Linked DNA regions of Oryctolagus cuniculus: region 2 is linked to region 1. The links are chromatin contacts, called in public Micro-C maps. All regions are on one chromosome and are shown on one strand. The core of a region is the stretch at or near the end of the contact, and the rest is flanking DNA. Distances in the headings are between cores, read along the strand shown. Region 1 holds the start of TF (transferrin). Region 2 holds the start of NPHP3 (nephrocystin 3).

The links. Hi-C and Micro-C count contacts between places; a contact is called where the count stands out from the background.
Region 2: a contact with region 1 is called in a Micro-C map of ear pinna, with 4 times the contacts expected there. The contact joins the promoter of NPHP3 here to the promoter of TF in region 1. A contact is called at or near these places in 4 of 6 Hi-C or Micro-C datasets (ear pinna, embryonic fibroblasts, psoas muscle and 1 more).

What each region holds. Positions count from the first base shown.
Region 1 is chr4:147,640,484-147,647,586 of mOryCun1.1, forward strand. TF (transferrin) reads right to left here and starts at 3,972. Exons shown (of 17, transcript NM_001101694.1): 1 at 3,906-3,972; 2 at 1,841-2,013. The coding sequence starts at 3,948.
Region 2 is chr4:147,785,026-147,792,128 of mOryCun1.1, forward strand. It overlaps NPHP3 (nephrocystin 3), which reads left to right and starts at 2,852. Exons shown (of 27, transcript XM_008266202.4): 1 at 2,852-3,287; 2 at 4,719-4,844; 3 at 5,352-5,502. The coding sequence starts at 2,907.

The DNA.
Region 1 (7,103 bases), core at 2,722-5,221:
CCAAGTGCTTGGGCCCCTGCACCCTTATGGGAGACCTGGAAGAAGCTCCTGGCTCCTGGCTTCAGTTCTGGTCGTTGCGGCTGTTTGGTGAGTGAACCAGCGATGGAAGACCTCTCTCTGTCTCTCTCTCTCCCTCTCTCTCTGTAACTCTGCCTCTCAAATAATAAATAACACTTTAAAAAAGAAAAAAAGCGAACTTTTTCTCCTTGTTTTTGCTTCAGATACCTTTAAGCAAAATGAGTTTCCCAGAAACTCTTGCCACTTCTCTATGATCTATTCTTACTGATCAAATTACAAGGCAAAAATTGTCATGTTACAGGTAGACAACAATACAATACTATTTCTAAATGAAATAAAACACTGATGTAAGCCAAACTGTCTTTGGCTTTAACACTTTTTATAACAAGGTGGTTTTCATTTTGTTATAACCAAATGCATATAACACATTTTCCATTTTAGCCATTTTTAAGTGGCGTTCGGCACAATGACCCTGTTTGTAACCATCACCACTATCCACCTCCAGAACTTGCTCGTTGTTCCTTACAGAACCCTGTTCTATCAATCAGATACTTGCAGCCCCATTGCTCTACTTCTGTTTCTAGGACTTTAACGACCTCGGCACCTCGTGGGCGAGGAATCACAGAGAACTTGTCCTTTTGTATCCGCTCACCTCCCTTAGCTTTCCACCTGCATCCGCAAAGCAGCATGCATTACCATTTCATTTATTCTGAAGGCTGAAAACTATTTCATTGTATGTTTCTAACAGATTTTGCCATCCATGCAGTCAGCAACGGACATTTTTGCATTATAAAAACATATTTTAGTATGACAAAACAGAACAAAATTTTCATAAAAAAATAATTGGTACATCCACTTGCAGTATCATAAAGAGCTAGGAGACCTGGCGGATCTCTTTTCCCAAACAGCTAGACCCAGGATATGAAATGCTCTTTGTGGCTTTGTCCAAACCTGCAGGTACCCCCCTACTACACCTCAAATCACTGAATAAAAATGAATAAGCAAACAGGAGCTTTTCCCCGTGCAGTGGAGTTGGGGGGAGTGGTCAGGAATCTGGGTTTTCTTGGCCGAGACCCCATTGCCTCTGGTGCTAAGGAAGGCAAGGAGCCAGGTTGCAAACAGGGGGGGCCAGCGCTAGCAGCAGGGATTCCCAGGGGGAACCTGACCCAGGAGGAGGACAGAGATCAAACCAGGCATGACCTCAGGGGGCTGGATGACCAAGCCCAGCAGAGGAGCAGCAGTGAGTGGACCTTGAGGAAGCCATGCAGGAAGGGACTGGAGGCAGGAGGAGACACTCAGCCAGCCCGCTCTGCACACCCCAGTGCTGACTGCTCCAGGTGAGCCAGGCTCCCAGGGGCTGAGTCTGCCTCTCCCCCCCCCCCAACCCCTCCTGCTTGCTTAGCTCTCAGGGTGCAGTCCTTTCTGCACCTGACAAATCTGCCCAAACTCCTGCACTAAGAGATTTGACCATGACTCCAGCAAGGCTTAGGGTCAGGTTCCTAGGCTGGCCCAGCCCTCCTTCGTGCGCCTGCTTGAGAAAACACAATCTACTAGAAAACTGGCTGTTTCTTCTAACCTATATGCAACTAGCAACAGCAGGCCCCTGGCCTACTTTCCCAACAGCATGTCCTTCGAAGGGCTCACGACTGGAATATGTATCTCCTGCATCTCAGCCATTTGGGGAGTGAGCCAGTGGATGGAAGACCTCTCTCTGCCTCTATAACTCTGACTTTCAACTGAATAAATAAATCTTTTAAAAAAATGTTCCAAACTGGCGGCCAATGTGTGGATCTTCCACTCTCGTCCGGTTGGCAGTACTTACCGCGATGGCCTTGATGCAGTCCAGGTAGGAGGCCTTCTTCACACAGACGATACGGGGGCCATCTTCTGGAAGGACTTTTTTCATACTGTCCCGGAAGTTGGCGCACTTGCTGGCCTCGTGATCATTCACGGCGCACCATCGCACGGTCTTCTCCGTGACGGCCAGACACAGCCCTGAGGGAGAGAGCACGGACGTGTGAGGACCCCACCTCTGTCCTGTCCTCTCGGTCACTCGTGGCCTTGGACACTGCAGTGCATGGCAGCCACTGCCTTTCGAGACTGGCCCAAGAGGAGGGTGCTCTGTTTCCCGCTGACTACCCTGTGCTGGCTGGAGCTCCTCCTGGGGGCCGAAAGCACACTCCCTGCACTCTCCCTGTGCCCTGCCCTCCCTGGCCTGGTCCTGGCCTGCGTGGGGCCTGAGCCTCAGTGTGCACACAGCCTTGGTAGCTACTGCCCCACACGGACTTGCTACCACCACCTGGGAAGCGCAGGGATCGCCATGTTGCAGACCAGAGAATGGTGCTCTTGGCACAAAGTCATCCTGCTTGGCAGTGGCCACTCCAGGCTGGGAAGCCAGGTCTTTTCAGCCTCTCGGTCTGCTGCCCAAGGCATGGGAGAGGAGACTATTTCCAAGTTACTGCGCCCCTCCTCCGCCAGCAGCTGGAGGCAAAGGAATGAAGAGGTAATGCATTTGCCTGCTTGTCTGCCACCTGCTGGTGAGAGATTAACAGTAAACTCCAGCCAGCCAGCACCGTCCCGCCCTCCTTTGCTTTCCACCATTCCTTTTGGCCAAAGCCAGGCGTGTGGAGAGCTTTTAGAACCCATGGGGTGGTATGGGGCTGGTGTTGTGATATAGCGGGTACAGCCCACCGCCTGCGGTGCCGGCATCCCATATGAGCACCAGTTCAAGTCCCAGCTGCTCCAGCTCTCTGCTGTGGCCTGGGAAAGCAGTAGAGGATGGCCCAAGTCCTTGGGCCCCTGCATCCGTGTGGGAGACCCAGAGGAAGCTCCTGGCTCCTGGCTTCAGATCAGCACCGCTCCGGCTGTTGCAGCCATCTGGGGAGTGAACCAGCGAATCCATGGGGTGGGGAAGTATTGTTCCTATCAGAGGAGCTTTAGAGCCTCTGCCATCTCAGTGCCCTGCGGGCCAACACAGCAGGAGCTGGTTCAGACGGGCTCTGATGCCCTGCAAAGCATGAAGGGAAGTGGCCAACTGCTCTCCCGGAGGGACAAGGAGGGACCTTGGGGACTGACTGCCCCTTTGTTCCACCTCAGCCCCTGAGAACTCACAGGATGGGGGCTCCTTCCCGGGAAGCTCCCCACCCCTCAGGGTTCCCACAGACAAGAATGTGTCCCCAGCCATGCAGCCTCCAGCACTACCCTTGCCCTGAGGAGGGCAGAGGTGAGGAATGCTGGGCTGTGGCTCCGGGAGCTTGTAGTTTCCAGGGAGAGCAAATTGCTCAAGGGTCCAGTGTGGTGTGACAGAGGCCCCACAGGGGGCAGGCAAACAAACAAACGTCAGAGGCAAAGGTCAGGGACCCAACAAACTGGGAGGTGGGGGTGGTCAGCAGCAGGCCTCCCGCGGGGGCGGGGCGGGATGTGTACCCCAGCGGCCTCCACAGAGACCTGGCCCTCACCTGAGCCTCCCACGCAGGTGCTGTTACGACCGGGCTCACGTGGGAGAAGCCAGGCAGGGACCCAGACCCAAGCGGTGCGGCCTCACACCCCATGCTCTGAACCTCCACCTTAGCCGGAGGGACCTAGACGTGGTCAAGAGCGCGTGGAACGGCGGACCCTGAAAGGGCACGGGGCAGATCCGGGGCGCTGGGGATGCTGTGATAAAAAGTCTGGGTTTGGATACGCGGTGATGGGAAGCGCTCTGATTTAGCGTTCTCCCGGGCTGCAGGGGTTAGCGCTCCGATAGGAGGCGGCGGCCGGCGCTCAGCTCAGGGCAGGGCTGTTCCTAGGGCTGCCGAGACCGCGAGGCACCTGCAGCCCGAGTGCGGGGGGCGCACGGGCGCCCCACGGCGCGGCGCCGCCCTGCGGCAGTGCCCGTACTCACTCACCCAGGGCGGCGCAGGCCAGCAGGGCGCCTGCGGCGAGCCTCATCTTGTAGCTCAGGGGTGGTGGCGAGGAGCGGCGAGCGCTGACCGACCCGCTTCTGCGCACCCTGCCCGCGCCCCGCGCCCCTTTATCGCCGTCGGGGCGGGCCAGGCGCGATCTTTGACCTCGCGTGTTTGCTCAGCGCGGTTGCCCAATCGGCCCTCGCCCGTCCCCCTCTTCCTTCCTCGCCCCCCTGGTACATTTCCTGCTGGACCGGAGCGTGGGATCCAACACAAAAGTGCTCTGAGAACGGGAACAAAGGAAAACCCACCCCCTGCCGTGGCGGCTCGCTCGGTGCCAGGACGCTGGCTGCCGCGGGCTGGAGCCGGCGGAGGCTCTGCTCTTGGGGCCCGCGCTGCCCGAGCCCGCTGGACCCATACGTGGAGACCAACTCCGGCCTGCGGGGGCCCCAGACTCGAGCCCTTCCAGGGGAGAGAGGTCGAGAAGGGCAGAGTAGGCATCCCGTGTGCTCCCGGGCTCCGCCATGCCCAGCCCTGACGGACGGGCTCAGGCTGCTGCGCTGGAGGCTCGCGTCCTGCCCTCACGCCTGCCCTGGGGCCCCTCGGCCGGCCGGGGACGGAGCAGCAGAGGAAAATGAACTCGCGCAGGAGGCGGCCGGGAACGGGGCTGGGGCACGGGGAAGCTGGGAACACAGGGCCCTGCAAGTACAGAGAGAGCAGCGCAAGGGCGGATCTGGCCAGTTCCTGAAGTCCTCTGTGTCCTTCTGTCCCTCTCCAGCCCGGGAGTTCCCAAACCATTCTGACTGTGCATCGTTATCACGAGAGAGATTGCGCCTCTGCTGTGTAGACATTTTTTTTTAACTAAAAATTTTGTGCATTTCAATCATGTGCAAGGAGTAAAGATATATGAAAGGATGATTATTTGAGAAGCAGCGAGAAAGAGATGGCTCCTGTCCACTGGTCCATGCCTCAGCTGTCCAGGAAGGCTGCAGCTGAGAGTTAGGAACTCAATCCGTGCCTCTTGCAGGGGTGGCAGGAACCCAGCTTCCTGAGCCGTCATCACTGCTCCTGCCCAAATCCAGTACAGGTACTCCAGTGTGAGACGTGGGTCCTGACCGGGTTTCTTAACCATTAGACCCAACACCCACCCCTGCGCTTTAAGTGTCCTTTTACTTGTACTCTCTTATGTATGATGAATCTCAAGGTACAGCATGTACTGGGGGAAGATCAAGGTTCTGTAGGCAATGTGGAAATCTAGATTTCAGGGTATCATTAAGATAGTTGCAGCTTTTCCAAAAGTTACTCCTATCTGGTCTGCCTAGATGGTCCCTGCTTCTGCCTCATATTTTAACTGACGAAGAGCTTATTCCAGGCCTGGGAGAAGTAACTTAGTTTGTGCTTGTTATCAGAATTTTCTTCTTTTAAAAAAATATTTATTTGATTAGTTACTTGAAAGAATCACTGAGGGGGAGAGAGAGAGAGACAGAGAGAGGAAGAGGGAGAGTGAGAGGTGCATCTTTGTCCCTCATTGGTTCACTCCCCAGATGGTCACAACAGCCAGGGCTGGGCCAGACCAAAACCAGGGACCTGGAACTCCATTCTGTTCTCCCACATGGGGGGCAGGGGCCCCAGTGCTTGGACCATCTTGGATTGCTTTCTCAGGCGCATTAGTAGGGAGCTGGATTGGACAGTGGAGCAGTTGATCCTCAAACCAGCATCCTAAGCTAGGGCTTAACCTGCTGTGCCACAATACCAGCTCCGGAATTTTCTTCTAATTCTGGTTTCTTTGCAGGGATTTTTTTTTTTTTAAGTTTTATGTATTTATTTGAGAGGCAGAATTATGGAGAGAGACAGGAGAAACAGAAAGGTCTTCCATCTGTTGGTTCATTCCCAATGGTCTCAACCACCAGAGCTGGGCCCATCCGATGCCAGGAGCCAGGAGCTTCTTTCAGGTCTTTCACATGGGTGCAGGGGCCCAAGCACCTGGGCCATCTTCTACTGTTTTCCTAGGCCATAGCAAGAGAGCTGGATCAGAAGTGGAGCAGCCAGGACTCGAACCGGTGCCCATATGGGATGCCGGTGCCACAGGCGGAGGCTTAATCTACTGCACCACAGCCCTGGCCCCCTAGGGATATTTTTTTAACATAGTTGTCCATCTTGTGAAAGTTGGAGAGTGAATCCCACATTATGTCATCTGAATACCCGTTACTGAGGCACGCACGAACCACAAGACATGGACACGAAGATTCCAGAAATGAACACCGAGGTCTGGGCACCAGAATCACTCGGCGCCCCTTTGACAGCCCACCCCTCTGTGCAGAGATTCCATTCTTCAGAAGCTTCACTGGACCTGCTCCTGCCCAGCCCTTCCCCCCTGGTGGGGACCTGGGGCCACTCCCCATGGAATGTGAGTGCCTGCTAATTTGTTAATCTTACTGCAGTAACAATAAATATAACTGAAGCTGGGGATGGTCTCTCCAACCCCAATAGGCTGTGTCACACACAAAGGGACAACACGCATCCTACGTTAGAGGTCCTTGCTTTAGTTGGAGGTTTTTGTTTATAATGTGGACATGAGCCAAGGCTGGCCTTCCAGACACCTGCCTCTCCCATGAGGAAGAGAGGTCGCTGGTGCCTCTCGGGCTACTGCCTGTGCTTGAGCCAGGAGAAAATGAGACTTGGCCCGCATCCCTGCAGCAGACCTTAGAGGCTGCTCTGGATTCCTGCAGAGACCTCAGGGCAGGGATGGAGGTGGGGGGGGGGTTTAATTACTGGAACAGGACTGGCTGGGAGGCACCTGGCAGGGCAGCAGTTAAGCACCTAGCTGCAGGTCTGCCAGGAAGCTGGAAGGGGATTGCCCAGTGCTGAGCTAATGCCAGAAACTCAGGTAAGAACAGTGCAGGCCATGGCAGGCAGGTGGGCAGTGGTGAGGTATGGTGTGCCCAGCCCCCTATTCATGTCGGTGGGGCATGTGGAGGGAATTACACCGTGTCCTTGGTGGTCCGTGACCCTTGTACCTGTGCTCTTAGGTAGGTTGTGTGATTCCACACCAGAGGCCATCTGGAGTCAAGACCCTCATTGTCCCTCATTCTCTGCTGCATGACGACTGGGATTTACTGAGAGATGGACTGTGCACTCACCTCAGCCCTCTGACATCAGTGCTTTAGCATCGCTGTCTTACAGATAAATGAGGTCAGGAAG
Region 2 (7,103 bases), core at 1,602-4,101, 140 kb after region 1:
AGCTTCTTAATATTTACAGCCATAAAATCCTTTGTTTCAGGGGGAGATGTATGAAGACAAAGACCCATCTCCTTAACCCCTCCCACCCTCATCCCCCCCCACTCCCTCCCCCTCAACCAGGCTGCATGTTCAACCCTCTGCCTCTATGCTGAGTGGTACGCCTGCCTGGCCAGGTGTAATCTCTCCACTCAACCATGTAACCTTGCTTCTTCCCCTGTCCGAGCGACGGCATTCTCTCTCAGGTCCTGTCTGGAGAGGTGCCTATCCGTTCTTGCGGATGTCTCTACCCTAATAAACTTTGCTACTTTTTACTTTCCACCACTCTGTCTTACACCTGAATTCTTTCTTGTGCAAAGACAAGAACCCTGCATTTCTCTGGTAACAAAGGGATCATATAAATGAGATCAACTTGTAATAATAGATAGAATTAAAAAAGAATGTTCCAACACAGAAAGCGGTCTACACAGCAGACTCATACAATGACAATCACTTTAAATTGCACCCTGACCTCACAATCAGCCCTTAAGGCATTCTGATCTGGTTGAAAAGCCCATGAGAGCATTTCAGGCATAGAAAACTAAGACTCTGGCAAAAAAAGTCCTACATGAAGGATCTCTGTGAGTGAGACTCCAGGGGAAAGAAGGGCCCATCAAAGAAGGATGCACTTTTCTCTGAAGGGGGGAGAGAACTTCCACTTTGTTTATGGCCTTGTCTAAATACTGACAGATTGTGGATTCAAAGGGCTTCAGTAGCCTAGGCAGCACATGTCAAGAGCCTCAGGTGATCCCTGATATGTGTAAGAGTGTTAATTGTTAAATCAACAACAAAAGTTAATGTGCACTAACTTCCCATGCAGGACTTCTATTAGTGAGTTTTATTAAGATAATTAACTAAGACTTGTTCTCAGTTTGTGTGTGTGTGTGTGTGTGCAAATTGTTGAAATCTTTACTTAGAGTTGGTCTTCTATGTATAAAGTTAATTGAAAATGAATCTTAATGGAGAATGGGACAGGGAATGAGAGAGGGAGGAGGTGGGGTGGGAGGGCAGATATGGTGGGAAGAATCACTATATTCATAAAATTGTACTTATGAAATTAGTACTCATTAAATGTTTCTTTGGGAAAAATAACACACACACACACACACACAGAAAATTGGTGGCTATCTTTAATCAACCACTAGCCTCCTGCAAGTGATTTTATTCCTCACTCTGTGTTCAGGGTTATCGTTTCAAAATGCAGCACGAGCTGTGTGTGCTAAACTCAGCATAAAGAAAAACAGATTATGAAGTTGAAAATTAGACAAACTTGTGTAATGTTTCATCATTAAGAAATATGTTGGAAAACAACCACATTATCATACTGAGTATCCAATAGCATCCTATTTGCTCACTGCTGGACTCACTTTAACATTGACCAACAGTGATCTAAGGCCAGTATGCATGCTCTGTGTATACCAAGAGCCTATGATGAGAAATAGCTGAGATCCCTTCACAGAGGGCTGTCTCCAGGATTTCAGCCAAACAGATTGTTTTGGAACACCTGCACATGTCTGTGTAAATCAGATCACTGAGGAAGGCAGTGACAATTAGTCCTTGGGCTTTTGGGGAGCTGAGGCCATATTTGATAGCTCTTTGGACCACCAGCCATTTTCAGAGATGCTAAATAAGGTTTGCTGGTGATAAATCTAGGCAAAAAATGGTCCAACAGCCATAATGAGAGCTACTGCTATAACCCTAGATTGACAGAATGCGGGCCCAAGTAGGGGAGGAGAGGTCAGGAAAACACAGAACACAGGGCTTTGTGCCTCGTGGGCAGTGGCTGATGAGTCGGAACTGTTGCTGTGAGGTCATCCAGAGTTGGCTTCTTAGACATCGCAGCACGCCTTTGAGAGAAGCGAGGTTCAAAGTTTGAGCTTTGGGGCCGGCGCCATGGCTCACTTGTTAATCCTCCGCCTGCAGTGTCAGCATCCCATATGGGTGCGGAGTTCTAGTCCCGTTTGCCCCTCTTCCAGTCCAGCAATCTGTTGTGGCTTGGGAAGGCAGTGGAGGATGGCCCAAGTGCTTGGGCCCATGCACCCGCATGGGAGACCAGGAGGAAACACCTGGCTCCTGGCTTTGGATCTGCGCAGTGCTGGCTGTTGCGGCCATTTTGGGAGTGAACCAATGGAAGGAAGTCCTTTCTCTCTGTCTCTCTCTCTCACTGTCTATAACTCCACTTGTCAAAAAAAAAAAAAAAAAAAAAAAAAGAAAAGAAAAGAAAAAAGTTTGAGCTTTGACGGTTGCTGGACAGTGCTGAGAGGAAGGAGAAGCCCTTCTGGTGTGAGCAGAAAAGCAGGCTGCCAGGGCGGAGGAAGGTGGGCTGGCGGGTGTTCCGGGACGGGGAAGATACCGCGTCGGGGCACTCCTCCTTCCTAGACCGTGGAACCCGGGAGACCTTAGTGCCAGAGGCCCTCAGGGTGTCTGTTGGAGGACTCAGGCCTTGCTAATTTCATTTACGCAGGAATTGCCTCGGGTCTTTAGCTGAGGGACACTGCGAAGGAGACACAACGACCCAAAGTTTTCCAAAGGATCTGGTTGGAAACCGATGGGTGACCCTCAAACCTCCGATCACATCGAGGGTACAAACAATGAGAAATTAGCAGAAAGGATTTGACAGGCGGGATGTCCTTCAGGGGCCGTGACGGGGCGAACGCTTCCCTCACCTCAGGCGCAGGCGGAGGAACTTCCCGCCCCCTCGCTGTCCCACCCCCCTGACCCGCCCACGGGCTCGCCCCGCCCCTCTGGCCCCGCCTTCTTCCCTCGCTCCAGTGGCTGCCCCGCTCAGCTCCACTAGTCCCGCCCCTTTCGCCTCGCCCTCCATTTCGGCCCGCCCCTCCTGTCCCCGGCGCGCGTCGCGGCGGCATGCCATGGGGACCGCGTCGTCTCTTGTGCGGCCCGCGGGCGGGGAGGTGATTGAGGACACGTACGGCGCGGGCGGCGGTGAGGCGTGCGAGATCCCGGTGGAGGTGAAGCCCAAGGCCCGCCTGCTGCGCGGCTCGCTCCGCCGGGGCGCTGGGGCCGGGCCCGGGGCGCAGGCGCGCGGCGCGGGCGGCGGCGGGCTGCTGGGGGCCAGCTTCAGGTCCACCGGCTCGTCGCTGCCCGAACTGGAGTACGCGGCGGCCGAGTGCGAGCGGCTCAGGAAGGAGTACGAGATCTTCCGGGTCAGCAAGACCCAGGAGCTGTTGTCCATGGGCCGCCGCGAGGCCAAGCTGGACACGGAGAACAAGCGGCTGCGGGCGGAGCTGCAGGTAACGCCCCGGGCGGCGGCGGGCTCGGGGCTGCCGGCTGTCCGCAGACTGGGCGGTGGGGCGCCCGGGGACGGAACTGCCCCCCTGGCTGGCTGTGGGGCTGCTGTCTCCTGTCTACACGGGCTCCTCGGCCGCCCTTCCTTCCGTTTGTTTCCGGTTGCTTCTTACGCTCCAAGACGTGGCCTGGGTGGACTCAGCTGCGGTCCCTCACCCCAAGACAGGTGACACGTCTTCAGGCAGCTCCGCGACCTCGCCCTCGCCCCATTCCACCTGGGGGCGCCTCCCGGTGGGGCTCAGGGCCCCGCGTCCCTGTGCAAAGCTCCTGGGATGTTAACAATGTTGGCGTGAGTTTTTCTGGACGCCTCCTGCTTTTCACCCTCTGAGGTGCTGCAGTGGGAAACCTTCCTAGTCAGATTCCTTAGTTCCCTTATTTACTCTAAACCCCAATGCGGGTCCATTTGTAATTCCTTAAGATAGTATATAAAGCCGAGGTTGCTTTTGCGTAAGCCAGATTCTGAGACTTGGAGCCGTCGGTTGTGTCATTTGTTCTTTTTCTGTCTATGGAAGAGGCTTCTAGGCAGCCCAGGCCCCTGAGATCATCACGGTAGGATCTGAGTGAATTCCTGGTTTTTTAAAAGAAAGAAATCTGCCTCCTCATTTAGGTGTTCCTGTGGTCAGGTTGATTTTTTAACTCCCTCATCAGCCGATACCTAAAGGGTGCTTGTTGGTTTTGGTGTCTTAGTGTTTTCCTGCTTGGCAGTGTTAATGTATTTGCCTGTAGAAAATGGACTTGCGCATTTCGTGTATCCACACTGCGGACCGTGTGCAGGGCACACGGGAAACAACTTAGATGGCAGGTAGGAAAGAAGGTGGAGGTCAGCGGGCAGAGTGCGGCGTTCCCGGAGTACTCCTGCTGCCCGCCTGATTCCTGGGGAAGCCTACTTGCTTCCTTTCTCACATTTCTATGCATGGAGAAACTCTCCCGCCAGACTTTTCTGGGCGGCCTGCAGTGTATCAGACACTGCATGGGACTTGGGGTAGCAACACAAGTAAGATGTGGTGCCAAGGAGTGCAGGGTCTCCCAGAATTAAGTATCCTTCAAGTGAAGCCTTTCAAGTTGTACTTTTAAAAGAGTCTCCTAAAGATGGGACAATGGAAGTAGAGGGAAGTTCAAGAGCTGATGGAGATGATGCAGAATTTCAATGAAAAATTGATTTCCATTGAAAGCGTAACATTGATGTGACCTCATTTGCTATAGTTCAAGTGTGTTTGCATTTTCCCATCATGTGTTTGAATGAAATGGCAACATATAATTCTTGAAAATTGGTACAATAATAGGTTGTTAAAATTTCAAGATATGTAGCATGTCAGAATGTCGAATTTGGGAGAAAGGCTATTTTTGTTAAGCAATAAAAAAGTAAATTATTCCAGGCACTTCAGAAAACTTACCAGAAGATACTTCGGGAAAAAGAAAGTGCTTTGGAAGCAAAATACCAAGCAATGGAGAGAGCAGCTACATTTGAACATGACAGAGATAAAGTTAAAAGGCAATTCAAGGTACGCTCCTACATCTTTACCCCCAAAGTGACATGGAATAAAAAATAGTATATTATAAAAGCTTCTATAACGTTGTGGGGAACAATTAGGAACAAGTCATGTATGGCTTATGAAAGTGATAAGAACCGGAATAAGTGCTTTTTACATTTTTGAGTTGGACGTGGTACCCTCGAGATAGTTCAGACAAAAAATATAAAGGTGAACATATGAGTGGGGATTTTGGAAAGAGTGTGGAAACGTTTGGGGAGGACGTCAGGTATTTAGGGGAGACTGAACGTCACTGTGCTCGCCAGCCCTGCACTGCAGGCGTGCACCCTGCTGGCATTTATTTCAGTGGGTTCCAGCTACAAGGCAATAAGATAAAGGCATTGGGATTCTCCCTCCTAAGAAAGAGTGTATTGTGGACCAAATGCACATTGGTTTTATGAATGATAGTTCCTTTAGAAGTTGAAGGCATGACTTCTTTTTATCACAAAAATGTTTTCAAAATGTAAAATCTTTTTAAAGATTTTTAGGGAAACCAAAGAAAACGAAATTCAAGACTTACTAAGAGCCAAGCGAGAGCTGGAGAGCAAACTTCAGAGGTTGCAGGCTCAGGGGATCCAGGTGTTTGATCCTGGGGAGTCTGATTCGGATGACAACTGTACAGATGTTACTGGTAAACCTATTTGCTGTTTACGGTTTTGTGTGCTTTCAGCATAACTGGAGTAAAATTGTAGAGCCAGCTTAGAATCCTGCCGTATCTGTATTGGCTAGGCTATTGCTTTGTGTATTGATACAGATAGAATTGTTCTCTCTTTTTCAGTCAGCTGTTGGGGCACCCAGGAAGTCAGGGGCTGGGGCTTATTCTGTCTTGTTGCCCTGCCATGTCTACTCCACAGCTCTTCCCTCTCTGGTCTCAGATAGCTAAAGGGAAGAAGAGAGGGGGGAAACAAATTCCTTTCTTTGAAGGCACATCCTGAAAGGTATACAGATCACTTCTGCTCAAATCTTGTTGGCCGGAACTATACCTAGGAAGACGGGAAAATGGAATCAGTTACTGGGCAGATACGTGTCTGGCTAAAATGTGGAGTTCTGGTACCAAGGGAAGAATGGATATTACAGGTAGTAGTCTCTGCAGCATTATTTTTCCACTCAATGATGTGTTCTTTGCCATTATTGTTTAACTTTTTATTAATTTTTATATGTTTGAAATGCAGACAGAGGGAAATTTCCCATCTGCTACTGGTTTACTATTCAGATACCCACAACATCCAGGGCCAGGTCAGGCTATAGCCTGGACCTGGGAACTCAGTCTGGGTCTCCCATGTTGGTGGCAGGAACATAACTACTGAGCTGTCACCTTCTGCCTCCCAGGCTGTGCATCAGCAGGAAGCTGGGAACTGGACCTCAAACCCAAGCAGTCTGTTAGGGAATGTGCACATCCTACACAGTGTCTTGACCACTGCCCTAGACACCTGCCCTACAGCTGCACAGAGTTGTTTCCAATGTAGTTTGGTGAAATATTCAAGGAATTTTTTGTTTGGGGGCAGGTGTCTGGCCTAGCAGTTAAGATAGGATGCTCATGTCCCATGTTGGAGTACATAGGTTCCACACCTGGCTCCACTACTGATTTTAACTCTTGCTAGTATAGACCCTGGGAGACAGCAGTGGTGACTCAAGTGACTAGGGTCCTTCTACCCATGTGAGAAGCCTGGGTTAAGTTCTAGGCTCCTGGCTTGTTCCTCCCCAGCAAGGGGCCGTTGCTAGCATTTGAGGAGTGAACCAGTGGATGGCCGTGTTCTTAGGCCCTCTCCTTCCCCAACACCGAATGTCTACCTTGCAAATAAATAAATTCTTGATAATTTATAATGAAACATATATAAGGTGTCTTTCCAGAAATAAAAGTCTGAGGTCAGAATGAAAGGATTCATCATGTTCCAAGAAAACACTAGCAAAATATGACTAATTCTGGGAAAAGATAAAGATTTTGTTTTAAATGTAGAAAAATATAGTTACTTTCCCACTTACAAGGGACTGTAATTCTTACAGACTGAAGCATTGTGGAGTAAAATGATTTTAATTTCATTTTAATTCATTAGAATCTGACCAGCAACTTGGCTTTTAATCATAACTTCTGAGGAAGAAATGAAGTAGTTTTTACTGGCCAAGAGTGACTTAGAAAATATGCCTTTATGCCCCTGTATTATTAGTCTTGGTGATCATTTCAATATTGACATTTCCAAATATGTAGTGTTTTAAAACTATTGTACTTGTCGA